7 separate regions of the Mus musculus genome follow, and regions 1, 2, 3, 5, 6 and 7 are each linked to region 4. A link is a contact called in public HiChIP or PLAC-seq and promoter capture Hi-C data. All regions are on one chromosome and are shown on one strand. The core of a region is the stretch at or near the end of the contact, and the rest is flanking DNA. Distances in the headings are between cores, read along the strand shown.

Evidence for each region. Promoter capture Hi-C pulls out the DNA fragments that hold promoters and counts their contacts. HiChIP or PLAC-seq counts read pairs in DNA pulled down with a chosen protein or histone mark.
Region 1: a promoter capture Hi-C map of pre-B cells shows a contact between it and region 4, with 11 times the contacts expected there. The contact joins the enhancer-like site here to the promoter of Pik3r1 in region 4. A contact is called at or near these places in 18 of 39 promoter capture datasets (3T3-L1-derived adipocytes, the C10 cell line, the HPC-7 cell line and 11 more), 2 of 15 datasets of contacts at CTCF or cohesin (large pre-B cells and pro-B cells), 13 of 484 Hi-C or Micro-C datasets (LSK cells, the Patski cell line, bone marrow-derived macrophages and 8 more), 37 of 115 datasets of contacts at active chromatin or transcription factors (the 230-238 cell line, the HPC-7 cell line, the NIH/3T3 cell line and 20 more) and 1 of 9 other capture datasets (pancreatic islet).
Region 2: a contact with region 4 is called in a promoter capture Hi-C map of pre-B cells, with 2.6 times the contacts expected there. The contact joins the enhancer-like site here to the promoter of Pik3r1 in region 4. A contact is called at or near these places in 3 of 39 promoter capture datasets (the 3T3-L1 cell line, the C10 cell line and pre-B cells), 5 of 115 datasets of contacts at active chromatin or transcription factors (the 230-238 cell line, embryonic stem cells and stem cell-derived neural progenitor cells) and 2 of 9 other capture datasets (adipose tissue and embryonic stem cells).
Region 3: an H3K27ac HiChIP or PLAC-seq map of microglia shows a contact between it and region 4, with 9 times the contacts expected there. The contact joins the enhancer-like site here to the promoter of Pik3r1 in region 4. A contact is called at or near these places in 7 of 39 promoter capture datasets (the 3T3-L1 cell line, cranial neural crest, embryonic stem cells and 4 more), 9 of 115 datasets of contacts at active chromatin or transcription factors (the 230-238 cell line, bone marrow-derived dendritic cells, bone marrow-derived macrophages and 4 more) and 1 of 9 other capture datasets (embryonic stem cells).
Region 5: a contact with region 4 is called in an H3K4me3 HiChIP or PLAC-seq map of embryonic stem cells, with 16 read pairs. The contact joins the promoter of Ccnb1 here to the promoter of Pik3r1 in region 4. A contact is called at or near these places in 7 of 39 promoter capture datasets (cranial neural crest, embryonic stem cells, hippocampal neurons and 3 more), 1 of 484 Hi-C or Micro-C datasets (embryonic stem cells), 3 of 115 datasets of contacts at active chromatin or transcription factors (embryonic forebrain, embryonic stem cells and stem cell-derived neural progenitor cells) and 3 of 9 other capture datasets (adipose tissue, embryonic stem cells and liver).
Region 6: a contact with region 4 is called in a promoter capture Hi-C map of pre-B cells, with 12 times the contacts expected there. The contact joins the promoter of Cd180 here to the promoter of Pik3r1 in region 4. A contact is called at or near these places in 18 of 39 promoter capture datasets (the 3T3-L1 cell line, the C10 cell line, the HPC-7 cell line and 11 more), 1 of 484 Hi-C or Micro-C datasets (bone marrow-derived macrophages), 14 of 115 datasets of contacts at active chromatin or transcription factors (the 230-238 cell line, bone marrow-derived dendritic cells, bone marrow-derived macrophages and 6 more) and 3 of 9 other capture datasets (adipose tissue, embryonic stem cells and liver).
Region 7: a contact with region 4 is called in an H3K4me3 HiChIP or PLAC-seq map of forebrain, with 6 times the contacts expected there. The contact joins the enhancer-like site here to the promoter of Pik3r1 in region 4. A contact is called at or near these places in 8 of 39 promoter capture datasets (the HPC-7 cell line, embryonic stem cells, frontonasal cranial neural crest and 3 more), 9 of 115 datasets of contacts at active chromatin or transcription factors (astrocytes, embryonic forebrain, embryonic midbrain and 4 more) and 1 of 9 other capture datasets (embryonic stem cells).

The regions. Positions count from the first base shown.
Region 1 is chr13:102,667,766-102,670,465 of GRCm38.p6, reverse strand. No RefSeq gene overlaps it. Among named protein-coding and RNA genes, the nearest start is that of Gm41046, 2.7 kb to the right of the region's middle. Within about 2 kb of position 1,380, at least 32 of the 459 cell types and tissues checked have an H3K27ac peak or open chromatin away from gene starts, as enhancers often do. A contact at or near this core is called in bone marrow-derived macrophages, hematopoietic stem and progenitor cells, microglia and 2 more, where this site is marked.
Region 2 is chr13:100,808,704-100,811,403 of GRCm38.p6, reverse strand. Slc30a5 (solute carrier family 30 (zinc transporter), member 5) reads left to right here. Exons shown (of 16, transcript NM_022885.2): 12 at 1-98; 13 at 2,125-2,320. Among named protein-coding and RNA genes, the nearest start is that of Slc30a5, 23 kb to the left of the region's middle. Within about 2 kb of position 1,348, at least 6 of the 459 cell types and tissues checked have an H3K27ac peak or open chromatin away from gene starts, as enhancers often do. A contact at or near this core is called in pre-B cells, where this site is marked.
Region 3 is chr13:102,715,899-102,718,811 of GRCm38.p6, reverse strand. No RefSeq gene overlaps it. Among named protein-coding and RNA genes, the nearest start is that of Cd180, 24 kb to the right of the region's middle. Within about 2 kb of position 1,626, at least 12 of the 459 cell types and tissues checked have an H3K27ac peak or open chromatin away from gene starts, as enhancers often do. A contact at or near this core is called in bone marrow-derived dendritic cells, bone marrow-derived macrophages and microglia, where this site is marked.
Region 4 is chr13:101,766,900-101,769,819 of GRCm38.p6, reverse strand. It overlaps Pik3r1 (phosphoinositide-3-kinase regulatory subunit 1), which reads left to right and starts at 1,603. Exons shown (of 16, transcript NM_001077495.2): 1 at 1,603-1,843.
Region 5 is chr13:100,785,176-100,787,875 of GRCm38.p6, reverse strand. Ccnb1 (cyclin B1) reads left to right here and starts at 1,390. Exons shown (of 9, transcript NM_172301.3): 1 at 1,390-1,494; 2 at 1,973-2,143; 3 at 2,258-2,419. The coding sequence starts at 1,474.
Region 6 is chr13:102,692,274-102,694,973 of GRCm38.p6, reverse strand. Cd180 (CD180 antigen) reads right to left here and starts at 1,416. Exons shown (of 3, transcript NM_008533.2): 1 at 1,185-1,416. The coding sequence starts at 1,274.
Region 7 is chr13:100,870,313-100,873,137 of GRCm38.p6, reverse strand. No RefSeq gene overlaps it. Among named protein-coding and RNA genes, the nearest start is that of Gm41040, 7.9 kb to the right of the region's middle. Within about 2 kb of position 1,512, at least 40 of the 459 cell types and tissues checked have an H3K27ac peak or open chromatin away from gene starts, as enhancers often do. A contact at or near this core is called in forebrain, where this site is marked.

The DNA.
Region 1 (2,700 bases), core at 131-2,630, 900 kb before region 4:
CAGTAAAGGTAGAGTGCCTTTAAGTGTGAGGGAGGTGTCATCTCTTGCCTCAGGTGGGCTTTCACTCAGGAAGTAGAGTGACAGTCATTCACGGTCCCACAGCACTTTGATAAAGTCAGTGGTCAGGCAGGGCAGAACCAAAAACATCCCCAGGTCTCAGCCATCAACTACCTGGCCCATTTTTGTCTCTTGTTTTCATCAGTACTTTAGATACTCACACCCCAAATGACTCAAATTCCTCCTGGATTCAAGTTTTCTCCTTGTCAGGACCTTTGAGCAAAACAGGCTCAGGGACAATACAGAGCCGTGAAGGGGTGGCAGCTGTCGCAGTACAGGCTTGCCCCCTGCGCCCTGTGTCCGTGTAGTTATGTGGGTCACATGTATCGGGTGCTGTAGGGCTTTGGAGACTCGGTGGCAAAAACAGTTGTCTGCAGTAGTTGGCTTTGTTTTGACCTAGTCCCTGCCCCACAGAAGCCTCTCAGTGGGGCACAGCACAGGGTCAGGCATCTCTTGTTTCCTCCCTGATAGCATTGGGAGGGCTACCATTTGGCATCTCTCCCAACCTTTGGTTAGAAGTGCGTGCACATACCCACGAACACTCAAACGATGCCTATTTAAAACAAAGAGCTCTGGCAGGGAGAGGGGGGAGTGGTGAATTTAAATGGACTCCGCTATTTGTTCTGGAACGACTCCTGTTTATTTAAGTTACCAAACGGAGCAGTCACAAGTTCTGTCAAATTCCTCAGACACCCAAATAGCTCCACATTTCAAAACCTTTGCCCTTCCCCACATCCTACCCCGAGGCTGTGTTGGTTGCTGAGTCTGACAGGTGCATTGTGGGTCAGGTGGCCTGGGCAAGTGGAAGGCCTCTGTCATGTTTCTACACCAAGAAACGAGAAGGCATCTCTGGGGAACTGAACATTGTGTGGACAGAGAATGTTCCTCACGGCACCAGGCAAAATGGTCTGCACCAACAAACTGCTTGTGGCCCCCTCTTGAGCCTTGCCCTGGCAGCTGCTCTGATTAGCCTTAGAATTTACATCTGCTATGAGTTCTGGGTCAGTCAGAGGACCTCAGTGGACAGGTTTGGAACCAGAACCAAGTTTGAGACTCTCCCCCTTCATTATCGTTCAGAAACATTTGTGACTTGATGTGGACCTGAGCAAGCTTTGGACAAACTGGGGGTTTAACACCATTCATTCTTTGTAGGTGAGTTTAACATTGCTACTGGGATGTAACAGATTAAAGTGCAGAAGTCAGCTCTCATTTTCTGATCGTGGCTGCAGCAAAATCTACCACGAAGACTTGCTTCCCTATGCATAGCTTAGATGTATCCATACCAGAGAGAGGAAAGTGTGACTTCATTTGAGGAAGTGTGTCCTTTGATGGCAACATTTTTTTTCCCAAATGCCACACAGGCACTGGGAGGGGTAGTAGTGTAGTCTCTGGGGTATCCTCCGGGCTTCTGTCCATCCTGTCCAGTGGAACCGTGTTGGTTTTTATCTCTGCGCTCCAACAGTTTCGAATGCTGGAGTCTGTTCTTTGACCTCCCCCATGTGAGGGGACATTGCTTTAGCATTTGCTATGGTTCAAGCACTGTTCTAAGGGACTTAGAGCTATTAACTTAGATTTATAAACCACAGAATGCTGTTAAAGAAAATACCTAAGATGTATAAGAAGTGTACATTGTGTTCTTTTGCTCCTATGAAAAACAACATATATGTAATATATACCACATATATTTTATGTAATTACAATTTTTATATAAACTTAATATAATTTTTATATAAATTATAATATATATAATTTTTGTCTCTTCCTTTGTTTCTCCATTTCTCTGTCTACCTCTGTCCCTCTGGGTTTTTTGTTTGTTTGTTTGTTTCTCTGTCTGTCTCTGTCCTTTGTCTCTCTGTGTATATGTGTGTATTTGCAAGAGGAGGAAATATAGAAAGATGAACAAGAAAATGGATAAGTTATTTCCGAGGTGATAAACTGAGGTGTAAGTATGGTGTAAATGGGAGAATTTTCACTTTATTGTAATTTACTCTCTTTGAATTATGGTGTGTGTGGTATATGTATATATTGGGGTGTGTGTGTGCATACGTTGCAGGAAATATTTTAAAAAGACCATCACGATCCCTCGCTAGTGATAGACACAGCGGGGCTACATGTCTCCATGATCTCTCTCTGGGTAATCTCTCTGGGCCGGAGCTCCCGAGTTCCCTTGGATCATTGCCATGCCAGCCCCATGCAATAACCGTCCACCCTGTGGTCAGCCGCCACAACATCCAGCAACCTGGTAGAAACAAATCTCTTGAGATGACCGGCAGGTTTCCTGCTCTACTGCCGGCAACTCTCTGCCCTGTGGGGCTGGCTGGCCATGCACTGGCCGACAATGGCCAACCTATTATCTCATGGAGACTCTGACTCAGACCTCCACAATCTCCCCACCCAGCTCGCTAGGTTCCCACTTTTGGGTTGCTATCATGCCAGCCTCATGCTTCAAAGCCCCCGAGGCCTTTGTGGTGCACATCAGGCAAACCCTTGCTTTGCCGCCGTACTTTTGTCTCTGGAACCCAGTCAAGTTCCTGAGAGAAGAAAAACACCACACAAATTTAGCTCAGAAACAATGGTAACTCAATCTCTGGGTGCAACAACTAAACCTAATCTTGTAAGCAGTATTAAATCTGATTCCTCTGG
Region 2 (2,700 bases), core at 99-2,598, 960 kb after region 4:
TTAATGGGCTTTTTCTGATCGTGATAGCATTTTTTGTGTTTATGGAATCAGTGGCTAGACTGATCGATCCTCCGGAACTAGACACAAACATGCTGACAGTAAGTCTTCCTTCTCCTGTTTAAGCTTCCACTTGGACGGCTTTTCCTTACCAAGGTTAGCTAGTTACCATATAGTATAGTTTAAATTTTGTTTAGATCAGCATAACTTCATTCTTAGTGCACTGTCTCCTTTATGTACTGTTTCACTTTCTGTGGTTTTGGTAACTAGTTTATCATGGTCTATTAAATGAAAAATCCTTTAAATAAATTTGAGGTTTTTGGTTTTTTGGTTTTTTTGAGATAGAGTTTCTTTCTCTGTGTAGCCCTGGCTGTCCTGGAACTCACTTTGTAGACCAGGCTGGCCTCAAACTCAAAAATCCGCCTGCCTCTGCCTCCCAAGTGCTGGGATTAAAGGCGTGCGCCACCACACCCAGCTCTAAATTTGAGGTTTTAAGTGATTGCATACATACCTTTAATCCCAGCACTTTGGAGATGGTCAGAAGAACTCTGGCTTTTTTGGTGCATTGCATTGTTGCAGTGGGTCTATTCCATTACTTTTGCTTTTAGTCTCCTAGGCCTGACTTGTACTTTATCATAAGTGTGTGTATGTAGAACAAACACTGCATATTGGGCAGTGTGTACCATTCATAGCTCAGGCACACAGTGAGATCTTAAAATTTATGCCTCGACAATAAACAAAGACTACAATGTTTACATTGTTACTGCAGACTCTTAGAAATTAATCCTTGCTGGGCATGGTGGCGCACGCCTTTAATCCCAGCACTTGGGAGGCAGAGGCAGGCAGATTTCTGAGTTTGAGGCCAGCCTGGTCTTCAGAGAGTTCCGGGACAGCCAGGGCTACACAGAGAAACCCTGTCTCGAAAAACCCAAAAAAGAAAAAAAAGAAAGAAAGAAAGAAATTAATCCTTTTCTCAAAGATCTTAGACAAATATAAGGTTATATTACATATATAAAACATACAGGTTCCTTTATGACTTAATTTTTTTCAAAGTTATATTTTTAAATAACTGAGGGCATTTGTACATTCTTAAAGATAAAATCAGAGAAGAATATAAAAATTGTACAGACTTCCCCAATAGATTATATAAGTATCATAACACCTTTAGTTGTTCCTGTCCCCGGCCCTGTGGATGTCCTTTCCTTCACTCTGCCCTTATGAGCCCTTGGAGGTTTGCTTGTTTTTGTTCTGTTGGAAACTTGCCCTAACAGTCACTCTTCTCTTCCATCCCCACAGTTTCCCAGGTGCTTCCTGTCAGTATCCCTGCTGTATCTCCTTTTAGCAGCCCTGACTTGAGGTTGCTGTTTAGTCAGTCATTCTTCATACTAAGATGTATCTTTAAGACCCTGAGTTGTGTATCATTAAGTCTTTTATGCTGGCACTTGGATTTTTAAGTATGTGTAAGGCATTTTGCCTGCATGTATATATATACCACATAGCATGCCTAGTGCCATGGAGGCTGAGAGGGCATAGGGTCCCCTGGAACTGGAGTTATAAATGGTTGTGAGCCACCATTTAGATCGTGGGAATTAAACCTAGGTCCTCTGGAAGAGCTGGCCAGTGCTTTTAATGACTGAGCCATCTCTCCAGCCCTCTAGTATTGACCTATAGTAGGAAAATAAACAATTAATTCTCAAATCATTAAAAGTAATTTGGAGATTTGGTTAAGTTGTACAGTTGGACCAAGGATGTGCCTGTCTGTCTGTTTTGAGCAGGGTCTCACTAGGTAGCCCTGGAATTCACAGAGATCCACTTGCCTCTGCTTCCTGAATGCTGGGATTAGAGGCATGTGCCGCCATGCCCAGCCAGGATTTGCCATTCTATATCACTTAAGTTCAAATCCTTGTACCATTTTTTTCTGGTATCTGAAAGTTAGAATGTTCCTTCCAAAATACTTTACAATTCACATTTTCAGCATTATAGATTTATTTGGGTAATTTAGTGAAGTTTACTATGAATAGTTTCTAAAGTCACAGTAGAAAAACATATAGCTATATAATAACTTTTAAATAGCAACTTTTTTTCTAAGCTTTAAAATTAAAGCTTTTCTTTTCTCCTTTTTGCTAGCCAGTTTCCGTCGGAGGGCTGATAGTAAACCTTATTGGTATCTGTGCCTTCAGCCACGCCCACAGCCATGGCCATGGCGCTTCTCAAGGAAACTGCCACTCTGATCACGGCCATTCACACCATGCACATGGACACGGCCATGATCACGGTCACAGCCACGGCTTCACGGGTGGAGGCATGAATGCGAACATGAGGGGTGAGTCCTTGGGGAGTACTGTGCTGCCTTTCAGCTGGCTCCTGAGCTGAGGCGCTCACTTGTTTCCATTAAATATCGGCCTTGTGCTGTCAGTGCTCTAGAGGCCTGGGACCTGGGGAAATGGAGCCAGTAATGAGGCATACTAAAGTCTCACGCAGTGATCAACTCTGTTTGAGAGCCCTGTGGTTACCCTTGCAGAGGACCTGGGTTCAATTCCCAGCACCCACATGGCGCTCACACCTGTCTGTAACTTCCAGCTCCGGTGCTCTGACACCTTCACATAACGTACATGCAGGCAAAACACCAATGACATCAAATAAAAATAAATGTTAAAAAAGGAAAGGCTGTATACAATCACAATGACAAGCTGCACGTGGAAA
Region 3 (2,913 bases), core at 377-2,876, 950 kb before region 4:
AATAATAGACCATGTGGCAAGCCAAAAATACATTGTAACATGTTTAACATTTGAAATAATGTCACACATCATTTCTGATTATTGAAGAATGAGACTAATATCAATAGCAAGAGAAAATTTTAAACATACACAAGGACACAGAGACCAAAGGAACAATGAGTTATTGAGGCAATGAGCAGGGATTTTAAAAAAAAATTTCTTCAAATCAATCATTAGTTGAAATACAACAGAAGAAATCAATAACCATTTATTAGCATTTTACTCTTAGTAAGACTCATTTGCGCCCAAAGCTTATAGAACAGTTGAAAATACTTGGTATCAGCATTTTTCAGATACACACCATTTGACAGTCTAGAAACATTTCCTCACAAAACAATTGTCTTTATGACTACAAAGAGACCTAAGAACCACTTTTCTCTACTATATGATACCAAGATGTTCCACCACCAGAGATCGTTCATTGTCATCCACTAAGCTGAGACCAGCACCATGCATATTAAATAAGGAGCAGAGGAATGAAATCTGTGAATTTAGTTCACCCATTCATCAGTAATTCATCAACATAACACAGAACTGTGAATGGACAACCCTCTTTCCTCTCAGCGCTTGAGGTAATTACTAATTTTTCATATTCTATTGCTTAAAGTGTATATAAACACATTTCTTCTATGACACTCTGTGACAGAGGAACTCTACTTATTCCATTTATCATCTTTTCCTGGTGCTACTAGAATGTGTTACATGGGCAGCCAGGTACCTGATAAATGAATAGGTTCTATTATTCAGTATTTTCCAGCTAGTCAAACATGTTACACATTTTTTTCCAATGAGAAAAGTAAATAGATGTCTTCTCTCTTCAAAACAGTTTCTCGTATTCTATTCCAGTCAATGGTAATTAGAACATGTCCTGAAGTCAGGCTGCAATTTATCTTGCCAGACTCTCTCCACAAACACACAATCAAATCAGAATTAATAAAAAGCCTGTTTTCGTTTTTAATATCTGAAAAAAAGTCATCTGACAGTTCATAAATTTCCCGCATGTAATTTGCTACAGCTAGACTCTTAAGACGTCAGGAGGATTCTGGAAACTAGGAAAAATTCCATCCATAAATTTCTATCTATCTCAGCCATCTGAGCACCAAAGCAAAAGCATTCCTAAGTTCTCCTGCAGTTAAAAGACAGAGCCTCCATTGCACTGTCTCTCAGACTTCCTAATGCTGCAACCCCTTAATACAGTTCCTCATGCTGTGGTGACCCCCAACAACAAAATTATTCCATTGCTACTTCAGAACTATAATTTTGTTACTATTATTAATCATACTATAAATATCTGGTATGCAGGGCATCTGATATAAGACCCTTGTGAACAAACAGGTCATTTGGTTCCTAAAAGGGTCTTCACCCACAGGTTGAGAACCACCACTCCAAAGGGCCTTGGTTCTTACAGTCCTCTGAAGATAACTTATCCCATGACAGAGAATGTCAATACGGGCTGACAGAACTTGTCAAAACAACCCCAAGCACCTAAGGGCCCTTTCATTATTTTAAAAGCCTCACTCAGTGTATATTTTCTTTGCCCTTTCCAATTTCCTCATCTTAGCAAGGGCTTGTGTCAAATCACCCTTCCCCTTTCTGGACTGATCTTCCTCATTATTGCCCTAAGGTTGTTGGCTGGAATCAAATTTCAGGCCTACAGACCAACATCTGCTGAGATTAACACATACAGAAAGCCCACTTAGTGTATTTGGTCAAAGGTACTCCAGGATACATCTTAGTTCTTTCCCTGGGAGAACATTCAGAAATGTAGTCTTTCCTTTCCTTCTAGGCACAGAAAAGGTGAATAGAAATGTTCTTTACAGAGATATATTTCCTTCACTAAAGATAGGACTAAAAGGATAACTAAACATTGGTAACTTTGCAAACCAGTCTGTGCTACCATTGCGGTCGATGCAGATCCTGTTAGCAGGAAGCACAGAAAAGCATGGTTCTGGCTGCCCTAAGATGTCTTACATCGTAAAGCAGCTTGAAGAATCCTACTGAACGGAGGGCGCAACTCTCCAAACAGCTCTCTTTGCCCTTTATTTAGCCATTGAAACGTTTCTATATGCAGCTGTGAATGAACCTAAGGGCTAGAAGGGTATGGCTCAGTGGTGGAGCTCTAAGTTAGCCCAAGGGAGGCCCTGATATCCACCCCTAACCATTAATTCTGTGATGTCTTTGATCCTTGTCTAAATTACCTTATACATACACGGTTCAACCTACATTAAAACTTCCTTGTTGTAGCCTCTATGTTTTAAAGATATTTTTAGAAAGCAAACATAGGAAATAGTAAAACACAACCAACACATGTATAAAGCAAGCAAATAAACACAACAACAAACCCATACCAAGAGTTCTTAGGTTATATGATTAGCCAGAATTCCAGACCCCAAACCATGAACTACCTAGCAGTCTTATTGTCTTCCTGTAGCACAAAGTGACGGTTAGCACTCACCCAGAAGGTCATGTCCTCTCTCACCACATCAATCAACCTAGGATAATTCCACAACCTAGCAATTTGACTTACCTAGGAAATTACCCCCTGCTTCTATGAGAGTGCTCCTCCTACCCACCATCCACTCTCGCCTCACCACCCTAGCATCTCCCTATGCTGGGGTATCAAGCCTTCACAGGACCAGGGGCCTTCCCTCCCTTTGATGCCAGACAAGGCCATCCTCTGGTACACATCCAGCTGGAGCCATGTGTACTCTTTGGTTGGTTTAGTCCCTGGGAGCTCTGGAAGGTCTGGTTGGTTGATATTGTTGTTCTTCCTATAAGGTTGCAAAACCCTTCGGCTCCTTCAGTCCTTGCCCTAACTTCTCCATTGGGGTCCCTGTGCTCAGTCCAAGGTTTGGCTGCGAGCATCTGCATTTG
Region 4 (2,920 bases), core at 354-2,853:
CCTACCCACCCACTCTGCTTCTTGGCCCTGGCATTCCCCTGTACTGGGGCATATAAAGTTTGCAATACCAAAGGGCCTCTCTTCCCAGTGATGGCCAACTAGGCCATCTTCTGTGTAGGCAAATTCTTTTTTTTTCTTTTCTTTTCCATTTTTTTATTAGGTATTTAGCTCATTTACATTTCCAATGCTATACCAAAAGTCCCCCGTAGCCACCCACCCCCACTCCCCTACCCACCCACTCCCCCTTTTTGGCCCTGGCGTTCCCCTGTACTGGGGCATATAAAGTTTGCGTGTCCAATGGGTAGGCAAATTCTTAAATGTGATGTGGGTAGCAGCCTGCTTTTGTCTTTATTAGATACCAAGAGTACCAGAAACATTAGTACCTGAATTGTGTACTGAGATCTCTTCTTTTAGAATGGGCGTCACCTTTAAACGTGACTGCATTTGTTTAACATAAACTGTGAATTTCATTTTTTCCCTCTGCTTCCAAAACTCACAGTAATACACTACCAAATTTAGAATTTGACAACAGACTAAGTTCTTGGTTAAGAAAAAGCATTTTGTTGCCAGAATAGCTGCAAAAGGGATCTTTAGGGCAAGAAGGGTGGGTGGCTACAGGTTCCTGAACTACAAAATAAGACATATTTTGGGAGCAAAATTTAAAAAGTCCATGAGTTCTTGAACGTTTTTATGAAGACAAAACACGGGGCTATCATCCTTTCTTATCTGGGAAGGCTGAGCCATTATCACTTTTTTCTTGAGCAGCTTCCATAGTGGTTTCTACTCCAAGGATCTACATTTTTACATCTAACAAACCATAGACTTCATTTGAGTTTCTCCAGCCTATCAGAAGCGTTAGAAGGCGGTGGACTGGCTGAATGACCTACATAGGCTCTGCCTTGCAAGGACTGCCAGAGATCACCCGGTATGCGCCCTCCTCACAGAACACTCCTTTTCCTCTAGATCCCGCCTTGGTTCCTGGAGGCAGCCGTGCCAGGCTTTTGCAGGCGGCGGGCACTCGTTGCTCCAGCTCACCCTTTCACCCCTCCTTCACCCCGGGAGTGCCACGCCGGGTGGCGCGGTTTTTCTGACCACTAGGGAAGCTGGGCAGGCAAGGCCAGGAATTACAGGGCCTCCCCGCTTTGGCGAGCCCTCGCATCTGCATCTTCCTGAACCCAGCCACTGTCCTGAAGCTCTAGTGGATTCGAAAGAGGCAGGGTCTCGCAGGCAGCCGGCTGGGCTCCAGAGAGGCCTGAACTTATTTCCCACCCCCCACCCCCATCCCCATTTGAACTCCCTGCTTCGGGCCTGGGCGACGCCCCGCAGGCGAGCCAGCCCCAAGCACGCAGAGTTAGAGCGCTCCGTAGCGGAGGGCGCGCGCCGTCCAGTCGCCCGGGGCATCCCCGAGCCGGGGGCGGGGGCGAGGGCAGCGAGGGGTGCGGGGTAGGGTCGGCAGCACAGAGCGTAGCTCCTAGACCTTGGTAGCCCTCCCGGAGACTGGCAGAGGCGGAGGGCGCGGCTCGGGCGCTGGGGGGCGGGGTCTCGGGCGTTGATTGGTGTGTATCTGGGGGCGGGGCGCAGGGGCGGGCCCGGGGTGGGGCTGGCGCCTGGCGCTGGAGCTGCGCCGCTCAGGGAGAGGAGTAGCTAGCAGCTGGAGCCGAGTTGGAGGAAGCAGCGGCAGCGGCAGCGGCAGCGGTAGCGGTGAGGACGGCTGTGCAGCCAAGGAACCGGGACAGCGAAGCGACGGCAGGTCGCAGCTGGATCGCAGGAGCCTGGGAGCTGGGAGCTTCAGAGGCCGCTGAAGCCCAGGCTGGGCAGAGGAAGGAAGCGAGCCGACCCGGAGGTAGGCGGCGGCGGGTCCCGGTGTGCCCGGGAGGGGGAAGCGGTGCGAACGCGCACGGCCGCTGCTCTTCCTGTCACCGGCAGCCACTTCTGCTGCCGAGCCACTCAAGGGGAAGCGAGCAGGCTGCCAGCTCCCAGTCGCCAGCATCTCTCGGCCACTTGGAAGCCTTCTCCGGCCAGTGACCAGCTTGCTTGGTCGCAGCCACCTCCTGCTCTCATTTCCTTCGTGCCACCCCGGGCGGGCTGTGCTCGTTACCCGGAGCGTTCGGTCCTGGAGTTGCCAGCGGTCACCGGCTCCCCTCCTCCTCCGTCACCTCACGCTTCCGAGGGTCCCCGATCGCCCTGCAGCTTTCCGAAGCCGGGAGCGCGCGAGGAGAGTGCCTGGATCGCTGCCTTTGCGTTAGCGCGGCGTACCCTCCAGGCCCGGAGCCCCAGCCGGGGTCTCCGGCCAGGCTGGGCCATGGTGGTCCCCGGAGCTCGCCCCCAGCCCCCGCCCTCCGAAGTTTGCCTCCCTCCTCTTCCGGGGTGGGGGAAGTGCTCCTCGGGGCGGTCGGTGGCTGGGGCTCTAGCTCGGCGTCTGGCGCCCGCCGGGCTTGGGCAGGTTGCTGGAGGCATAATGAGTGGGATCCTGGCACCGCCCGGAAATCCAGCTTTTCCTAACGCGGGGCGACCCTGGAAGGACCTGCCCAGCACTAAGCTGCCGGCCAGGGAGAACCGGCCCGCGTGCAAGCCAGAGCTAAAATATCTGGGGGAATTGTCTGCAAGCTACTTCCTTCCCAAAGGCAGAAACTGCCCGGCAGATCACGAGACAAAGAGAATAGAAACGCTCTGACCAGGCACGCATGTACAGAAATGCATTTTAGTAACCAGCTTTCGCGCACAATAACGCAAGGGTGTGAGCGGAGTGGCTGTGACATGTTGAATGCTGTGTGCCGGCACTGTATTCAGGGGAATTCTGCTCCTGGCGCTAGTAATACCGGAAAGGTCTCACTTCCACCGTTAATTCTTGAAGAAGCTGCAGGCTCTATTGCTGTACTGGTGTGAATTTATGCTTTATTTAGGGGTTTCATGATTTTAG
Region 5 (2,700 bases), core at 141-2,640, 980 kb after region 4:
CCCGTACTGAGGCTTCCACTCCTCACCCCAGGTACCAGCCATATGACGGGTCTACCATAGAACAGCTTACTTGGGGGCATGGGAAAGGAAGGTGAGAAGTGAATAGAGACAGAGAAAGAGAAGGGACGAGAAGGGGGGGTGGGAGAGAGAAAGAGAGAGAGGAGAAAAGATGGGGGGAGGGAGAAGGAGAAAAAGAAGAAAAGAAGCTGGCCAGGAACCTGTGAAGAGAGGGAGAAGGGAGAGAGGGAGAAAAGGGACAGAGAGAGAAAAGAGGGCAGAGTCAGAGAGAGAGGGAGAGGCCAAACAGTCCTTTTTATAGCAAGCCAGGCCTACCTGGCTGTTGCTAGGTAACTGTTGGGCGGAGCATAGAAGGAATGCCAACAACCTGTGCTACAAGAGATCCTGGTCAATAAATAAATCCGCGTTAGTGTTACTGAAAATTAATGTGGAAAATTTCACTGAAGTTAATAAGCCTTAATAAGGAGTTTGACATAGAAAGATAGAGAGTTGCAATAGAGATCTTTGTTAAATAAGATTTTACAAAACTATATTTTTGGAGTAATCTTAAACTTAGAGCAAAATTAAGCATAAGGCACATTTTCTTTTATCACTGGGGCAGTCGCTATTGGGGAGCTTGGTATGTTAATCTATTTGCTTATAATAACCATTTACAGCTGGGCGGTGGTGGCACACGCCTTTAATCCCAGCACTTGGGAGGCAGAGGCAGGTGGATTTCTGAGTTCGAGGCCAGCCTGGTATACAGAGTGAGTTTCAGGACAGCCAGGCCTATACAGAGAAACCCTGTCTCGAAAAAACAAAAAGCAAAAACAAAACAAAAAACATTTACTATGTGTATGTGTGCTAAAACTTCATGCTATCAACCTCAAAATCCATCCCAGATAGCTGTTGGAACAGTCATATTAAAGACCGTCTCTGCAACAAAGCTTTCGGGAACTCTTAAGATAGTATTGGCACTTCTATAGAAGAGGATGAGAAACAATAAATAGGACAACAGCAAAACTGATATGCGTACTCCCCACAGTCATTTTCCTAAAGTCCAACGGAGTCGCCTGGGCTAGCTTGGACAGCACACAAGTGAGCACTGCACGCCATGCCTACCTAAGGCAGGTGGCAGCAATGCGACTTGTGCGCAGGCATAGAGCCTGACCTCGCGAGGGGTGGGCGGTGCTGCCAGCGGCAGCCTCGCTCTGGCCCCGCCCCCGCCCCACCCCCGCCGAACTTGGGATCGCGGGATCGCCCAGGAAACGCATTCTACGGGAACCCGCGGCGCCAATGGGAAGAGAGCGAGTGCCACGAACTGGCCAATGAGGAGCGAGCGGCCCGGGGTTTAAACCTAAGCCCGGCAGACTCCTCCCGGCGTGCTGCGGAGGAACGGCTGTTAGTGTTTAGCTGTGGATAGCCAGAGGTTAGGGTGTCTTCTCGAATCGGGGAACCTCTGATTTTGGAGGAGCCATGGCGCTCAGGGTCACTAGGGTGAGTCGGGCCAGGCGCTGCGGTGATCGCGGCGGGAGAAGACCGCGGGATCCCGGAGCGGGAGGGGGATCCGGGAGGGCTCCGGCGAGGCCGGGGAGCTGAGGACCCACCTTATGGAGGGTGAAAAAGACCTCTGGACCTATCTGGGCTGCAGGACTTGTGGGGAGTGGGTGCTGTGCTCTTAATGGTGAAGGCCCAGGGTGAATTCTTCGCCTTCCCGGAGAGCTGTCTACGACGGAGGCTTTTATGGCATCCTTTCCGATGTAAATTCACCATGTTTAGGGTGGCTTAGGACTTAAGGGGAAACTGGATTAAAGGTGAAAGATTTGGGTGGAAACTTGCTTGTCACGGCTGGAGGCTAGATCCTACCACCCTTGCTTTCCTTAGTTAGGTCCCGCCTTAATTAACCCGTGACTTCCTCGGGGCTGCCTGCTTGCTGCCGTGGACCCTTTTCAAGTTGTTCTTTTACTTCTTTCAGAACACGAAAATTAACGCAGAAAATAAGGCCAAGGTCAGTATGGCAGGCGCCAAGCGTGTGCCTGTGACAGTTACTGCTGCTTCCAAGCCCGGGCTGAGACCGAGAACTGCTCTTGGAGACATTGGTAATAAAGTCAGCGAAGAGCTACAGGCAAGAGTGCCTCTGAAAAGGGTAACTATCGCCCTGAAAAGGGTACCGATCTCCCTAGCCCAATTAACCTGAAAAGGCCCATCTTCTAGCTGTCACCCTTGGGAAAACATTCTGTTCTCTCCCTTTCATCCACAGGAAGCAAAAACGCTAGGTACTGGAAAAGGTACTGTTAAAGCCCTACCAAAACCTGTAGAGAAGGTGCCTGTGTGTGAACCAGAGGTGGAACTTGCTGAGCCTGAGCCTGAACCTGAACTTGAACATGTTAGAGAAGAGAAGCTTTCTCCTGAACCTATTTTGGTAAACTTGCATTTTTTAAAAGTTTGTTTCTTCTCTCTGACTTCATTTCACGTTGATGCACATGACAGCATTTAAATATATTACTTATTATTGAGTGGCTAGCAAAAACATTTTACATGCATTAACGACTCTGGGGTGAGTATTAGCACCCTGCGTCAAATGGTGGCAGATAAATATGGTGGGGCTTTTTGTTTTATGTAGACACCAGAGTCTCACTCACTATGTACTCCTGGCTGGCCTGGGACACGGATGTGGGCATAAATCATTTTCTTTTCTGTGTC
Region 6 (2,700 bases), core at 167-2,666, 930 kb before region 4:
TTTTATGTGCTGAGTTGTGTCCCATCCTCCCAACCATGTACTCCTGCCACTGATTCTAACTCCGAGGACACCATGCCTCAAGTGACTATAACTGGAGAGAAGGCCTTTCAAGATATGATTACAGTAAAATGAGGAATGCTGGGTAGGTCCTGAGCCAGCATGACTAATGTCCCAATAAGAGAAAATGAGACACACTTAAGCATGGGGAGAGACACAAGAGGACAACCAACGATAAGCCAAGGGAAAGTCCTCAGAGGAAAACAACCTTGCTGTTACCTCCATCCTGGATCTCCAGCCTCCAGAAACGACAAACAATACATTCCTACTGTGTAAAATCCCTCACTCTGAAGCTCTGCTTCTGGAAACCCAAAGAAACTAATATAACATCCCTGCCTTGGATTTCCCTGGTATCCTATTTCTGCTCAGTCTGGGAGCATCCCGAGTCTACCCAAATCCAAGGCTAACAAGCTTCTGTTTATTTCTGCTCCAGACTTTATTCCAGTCCTGGCTTTGGGTTCAATTTATACCCTTGACTTCTAGCTATCCCTGGCCTACATTCTCCTTTTGGTCTCCAAGTAGGAAAGCGGCTAACCGAGCCATCAAGGCTCACAGTCTTTTCTGTCTTCGCCATTTGTCAAGCAGGCCCACGTGGACTGGCTACTGGCCAGGGTCAAGGACAGTGGTAGGGAGGTTTAAGATGGCAAAAGATCGAGGCCATTCTCTCTCTCTCCATTCTCTTCATGGTTTCCCATGCATTGATAAATATTGTTACAGTTTAAACCAGAAGGTTTGAGTTGCCTCGGGTCTCAGATTTACTCTGGTTGGTTAGTCCTACAGATGGAAGGGTTTGTCTAATTGGAGGAGAAGATCAATCTGTATTCACAATGATCCTTATAAATTTTCTGAATCTTGGCATGAGCCTGTCTTTACTAGCCCTTCTCAAGACAGCTAAGAAACCAAAGGGTTCTGTGGGGAGTGACCATGTCCTAGGACAGTGGACAAACAGCTTTAGGCATCAGGATTGAGGGGATCTGCTCTTTGCACCAAACCCCTGATGATATCTCCCGTTGTCCTTTTCAGGACAGTAGAGACTGCGAGCCAAAGCTCAGATGAATCTGTATACGATATCTCAAGTTTTTCAGCAAGTGTCAGCAGCTGGGTAGAGACAAATAGTTTGGACTCACCTCAATGCACTTCTGATCTGAGGATGTGGTGGCTCGGCAACTGGCCAAGAAGAGGGCCACTAAAAAGAAGCAGCTGATGTCCGGAGCCATCCCAGGTCCAGAGCAAGCCCAGCTGCGTAGGATTATCTAATGCTCAGAGCCAAGCAATCTAATCACACTCTAATAGCCCTGGCAATTTGGCAGGCAATGAAGTGCTCAGAAGGTCGATCTTAGAACCGAAATGCTGGGAGCTGCTCAGCATTTGTGGATCTGTCATGCAAAAGGAAAAAAAAAAAAAAAAAAAAAAAAGGGGAAGTTCTTTTTGCATACCAACCATCTTGGCCAAAAATAACTAAGAGCCCTACCCCATGATGGCCTACTGCATTTCCTGTCAAACACACGGATGAGTTGTGCAGCTCTCTAGAATCTCACTACGATGCTTCCCACTGCGTTGAAGCCAGTTTCAAGGGGTTTGGGCCACTTAGCCAATTTCTAGTCTCTATCCTTGTGAGAGTCTGTGGATGTAGGAATTTGCTGCACTCACAATGGACACCACTTCTTCTAGCTGTCCCTGTGAGTGGTTAGGAGAAGGGTAGAGCAGGGCAGAGTGCTTTCCTGCAGCAAACCTGAGGGCTTTGACACTGGGGACTGGGGCAGAAGGAGATAGGCCCAACGGTCCTGCTAGCTGAGTGAACCTCATCTGCTTCCTGGACCACTGCTGTTCTTTCTGTGGACAGATTACTTTCTCTCTCACCCTAGTGACTTAGGACTGTTAAAATGGCTCAGGTGAAAGCCCCTTGTCTGGTTTCACAAAAGGCTCAAAGTTAAACAAGACAGCTGGAGCAGAAATAAGTATATCAGCTTGGGGTCCCTTTTGCCTTAGAAATAGCTTTGACATTGAATAAGTCAGTTGTTAGAGTGATTTCTTAGCATGCATTAAACTTCCAAGTTTGATCCCCAGCATCCCATACAACAAACAGTCATGGGCATACCCACCAGAAATTCAGCATTCCGGAGATAGAGGCAGGAAGATAGGTCACTCAAGGTCAGAGGGAGTTTGAGGCCAGCCCAGGTTACAGGAAATCCTTTCTAGGGGGTGAGGGGAGAAAAAAGCAATAGGGGCAGTAATTATTTGGAAGATCAAGGAGTGGCAGGGAGAGAAAAAGATCAAGCATTTACCCAGTGAACTTAGCTACCACAGGTCTTTTCTGACCTTGAACCGGTTGATATATGGGGGATAGCTGGTGTTGCCTTCTAAAACAATTGAATAGACTTGAATAGTAGACAGGACAAGGGATGTTCACTCCTCTCTTTCAGCAGAGGCTGAACAGGGGCAGGAAAAGCTTCTCCTTTGGGCTTCGTTAGGGATGTTCTCAGTAACGAGGCGTTCCATAAAATGCCATCCTCACCAACAAGCATACCTCTGAAGATGCTATTTGCAAAACATGATCTAAGCCAATAAAGGTGCATGGCAGGGCACTTTACCTCACAGAAGGCACCCCTCACAGTGAGGAACCAAAGGGGCTAAGCCTCAGGT
Region 7 (2,825 bases), core at 263-2,762, 900 kb after region 4:
CATGCTTGGAAATGAAATTGCCTCGTGAGTTTGTTGCTGATATTTTGTGAATTTTTATCACTATTAATTAACGTCTTAGTTCTTTCTGCCGTCTTATCTCAGGACTAACGAGTCCTCAAAAGCAAGCCCAGCCAGGCAACACAATAAGAGCCCTTTGCTCTTTCTTCAAAGAGCAGGTTTGCTTTGTAATAAGCAACAGCTCATTATACTTCTATAGTCTCTTCTCCTCTGTCTGCCTTCTCCCTCCTTCTCACAACTTCATAATCCAGGCTTTGAAATTTGATTCTTTGATGTAATCTAGCTGTAGTATTTATTCCTCCCAGCCATTACCTGTGCCTCCGCAGAAATTCACATATTGTGTCTCTGGACACTGGGAGGCAGGGAGCAAGCCTTGACTGTTGGCACATGCCTGTAATCCCAGCTACCTGGGCAGCTAAATAAGAACAATAGCAACTTCAAGACCTGCCTGAACCATAAAGTGAGTGCAATGCCTGCCTGGGCAATTTAATCAGACTTTGTCTCAAAATAAAAAATAAAGAGCGGGTTGGACTCTATCTCAGTCGTAGAGCCCTAGCCTCCACACCTGGTACTGCAGGGAAGAGAGGGGGAGGGGGAGGGGGAAGGAGAGAGGGAAGAAAGTTGGAGACCCATGTTTGATTGAATGTGGAAAGCTAGTCATGGTTGGCACATGCCTCTAACCCCAGCCAGCAGTGGAAGGCTGAGACAGGACCATGAGTTCAAGATTAATCTGGGCTTTGTAATAAGACCCTGTATCAAAAATAGATAGATTGATAGATAGATAGAAGAAAGGCTGAGCATGTTGGTACACACCTGCAATCCCAACATTTGAGCAAGTTCACAGAGGATCAGGAGTTCAAAGCCATCCTTGGCTACATACAGAAGCCAGCCTGACCTATGAGAGAGAGGGGAGAGAGAGAGAGAGAGAGAGAGAGAGAGAGAGAGAGAGAGAGAGAGAGAGAACAAAGCCATTTTCAGGATAATGACAGTCTTTTCTTAGTATCCAGAGAAAACCCAGCACAGCATTTCCCAGGTCACCCTGAGGCACGTGGAAATACAGTGAGTGGGTTTAACTGATAAAAAGCATCTTTATTTGTTGGCATTTAAGTGTGCCCTTTAAAGACGGAAATCAATTACAACGTGCCTAATTATAGTCTGCTGGCCTACGAGTGTACCAGTAGCAATCCTGTTATTAGGAGTAAGATCTGCATCGTTCCTGCTAGTCCAAAATGATGGCAAATTATGATATGGTAATTAGATCAAGACCTCACTTGAGAAAAATACATTGCAAACTGGATCTTTTCAAAGCTCTCCTCTTCTCAAATTAAATCTTACTGTCCATTTTTTATTTCATCTCACCTTGCCAGCGTGATGTCCTTGTAATTCATTCTCTTGGCCCGGGTGGATTTTGTGCTACTCAGGACAGCAGATGCAACAGCAAAGAGATGACATCATCCTTTAGCAAAAACGGCACCATTATTCCAGAACCGTGTGTACGCTCATTCATCTGTCTCTGCTGACATTACTCTGCAGGAAGGTTTTCCAGGGCAGATGTGTGCTCCCTTGGCAACACAAATGCTGGGGAGTGCACATCCATTTCCAAATCCCGAGAGGAAGAGTTTTGTAAATCTATTTTATAAATGTGGTGTGAATAATGGAGAGACATCCCATGTCCTCAAGCCAGTTCTGATTTAAAAAAAACCTTCGAGGGTCCGAGGTTAAAGCAAACCCTCCCCCAGATTTTATTCACATTATAAAAACATTTTCCTCCTTTAAAAGCATACTTTGACTCCCAGTAGTATGCAAATTGAAGCAGTCTCTATTGCAAGCATATATGGATAAGTTAGGAAGTAGCTTTGTGCTATGATCATTTGATAAGAAACGAGAGCAAGAATTACTAAGGGATCATTATACAGGGTTCCATCCAAGTATGGAAAAACAGCTTCAAAATCGAATGCAGGCATCGGAGGCACAGGAAAGGACCTTCTGAAAAGGAAGGCAAGTACTCAGAGAAATGACACACAACAGAAACAGCAACCCAGGAAACAAGACTGAGGAGAAGCCCCAGGAAGAATCAGGCCCACTTGTGTGACACTGCTCACCTTGCCTCTCTCCTAGTCAGGGTAATCATCTGTGTGGTGAGACACAGTGACCAAAGCGACTTGAGGAGGAAAGGGTTCATTCGGCACACATCCATCACTGAAGGAAGTCAGGACAGGACCTCAAGCAGGACTGGAACCTGGAGGCAGGAGCCGTGGAGGGATGCTGCTTACTGGCTTGCTCCCCATGGTTTGCTCAGCCTGCTTTCTGATAGAACCCAAGACTACCTATCCAGGAATGGCCCAAACCACAATGGGCTGGGCTCTCCCCTGTCAATCACTAATTGAGAAAATGTCTGACAGGCTTGTCTACAGCCCAGTCTTATGGAGGCATTTTTCTCAATTGAGGCTCCCTCCTCTCTGATGACTTCAGGTCTGTCAAGTTGACACAAAACCAGCCCAGTACATTCTCCTCTTTCTTGCCTCCCTGGTTCTTTGGAGAGGTGAAATAATGTTTTAAAATACATTGAGCTGAGGGGATAGCTCAGTGAGACACAAGGATCTAAGTTCAATCCCCAGAACCTCCATTTTAAGAGCCTTGTGCAGCGATGCACACTTGTATTCCCTGTGCTGTTAAGGTGGAGATAGGCGGATCCCTGGGGCTCCCTGGCCAGCCAACCTAGTATACTTGCTGAGTTCCAGGTGGGTGAGAGATCCAATCTCACAAAAAGAAAAAGCAAAAAGCAAAGAAAAAGAAAAGTACACTGT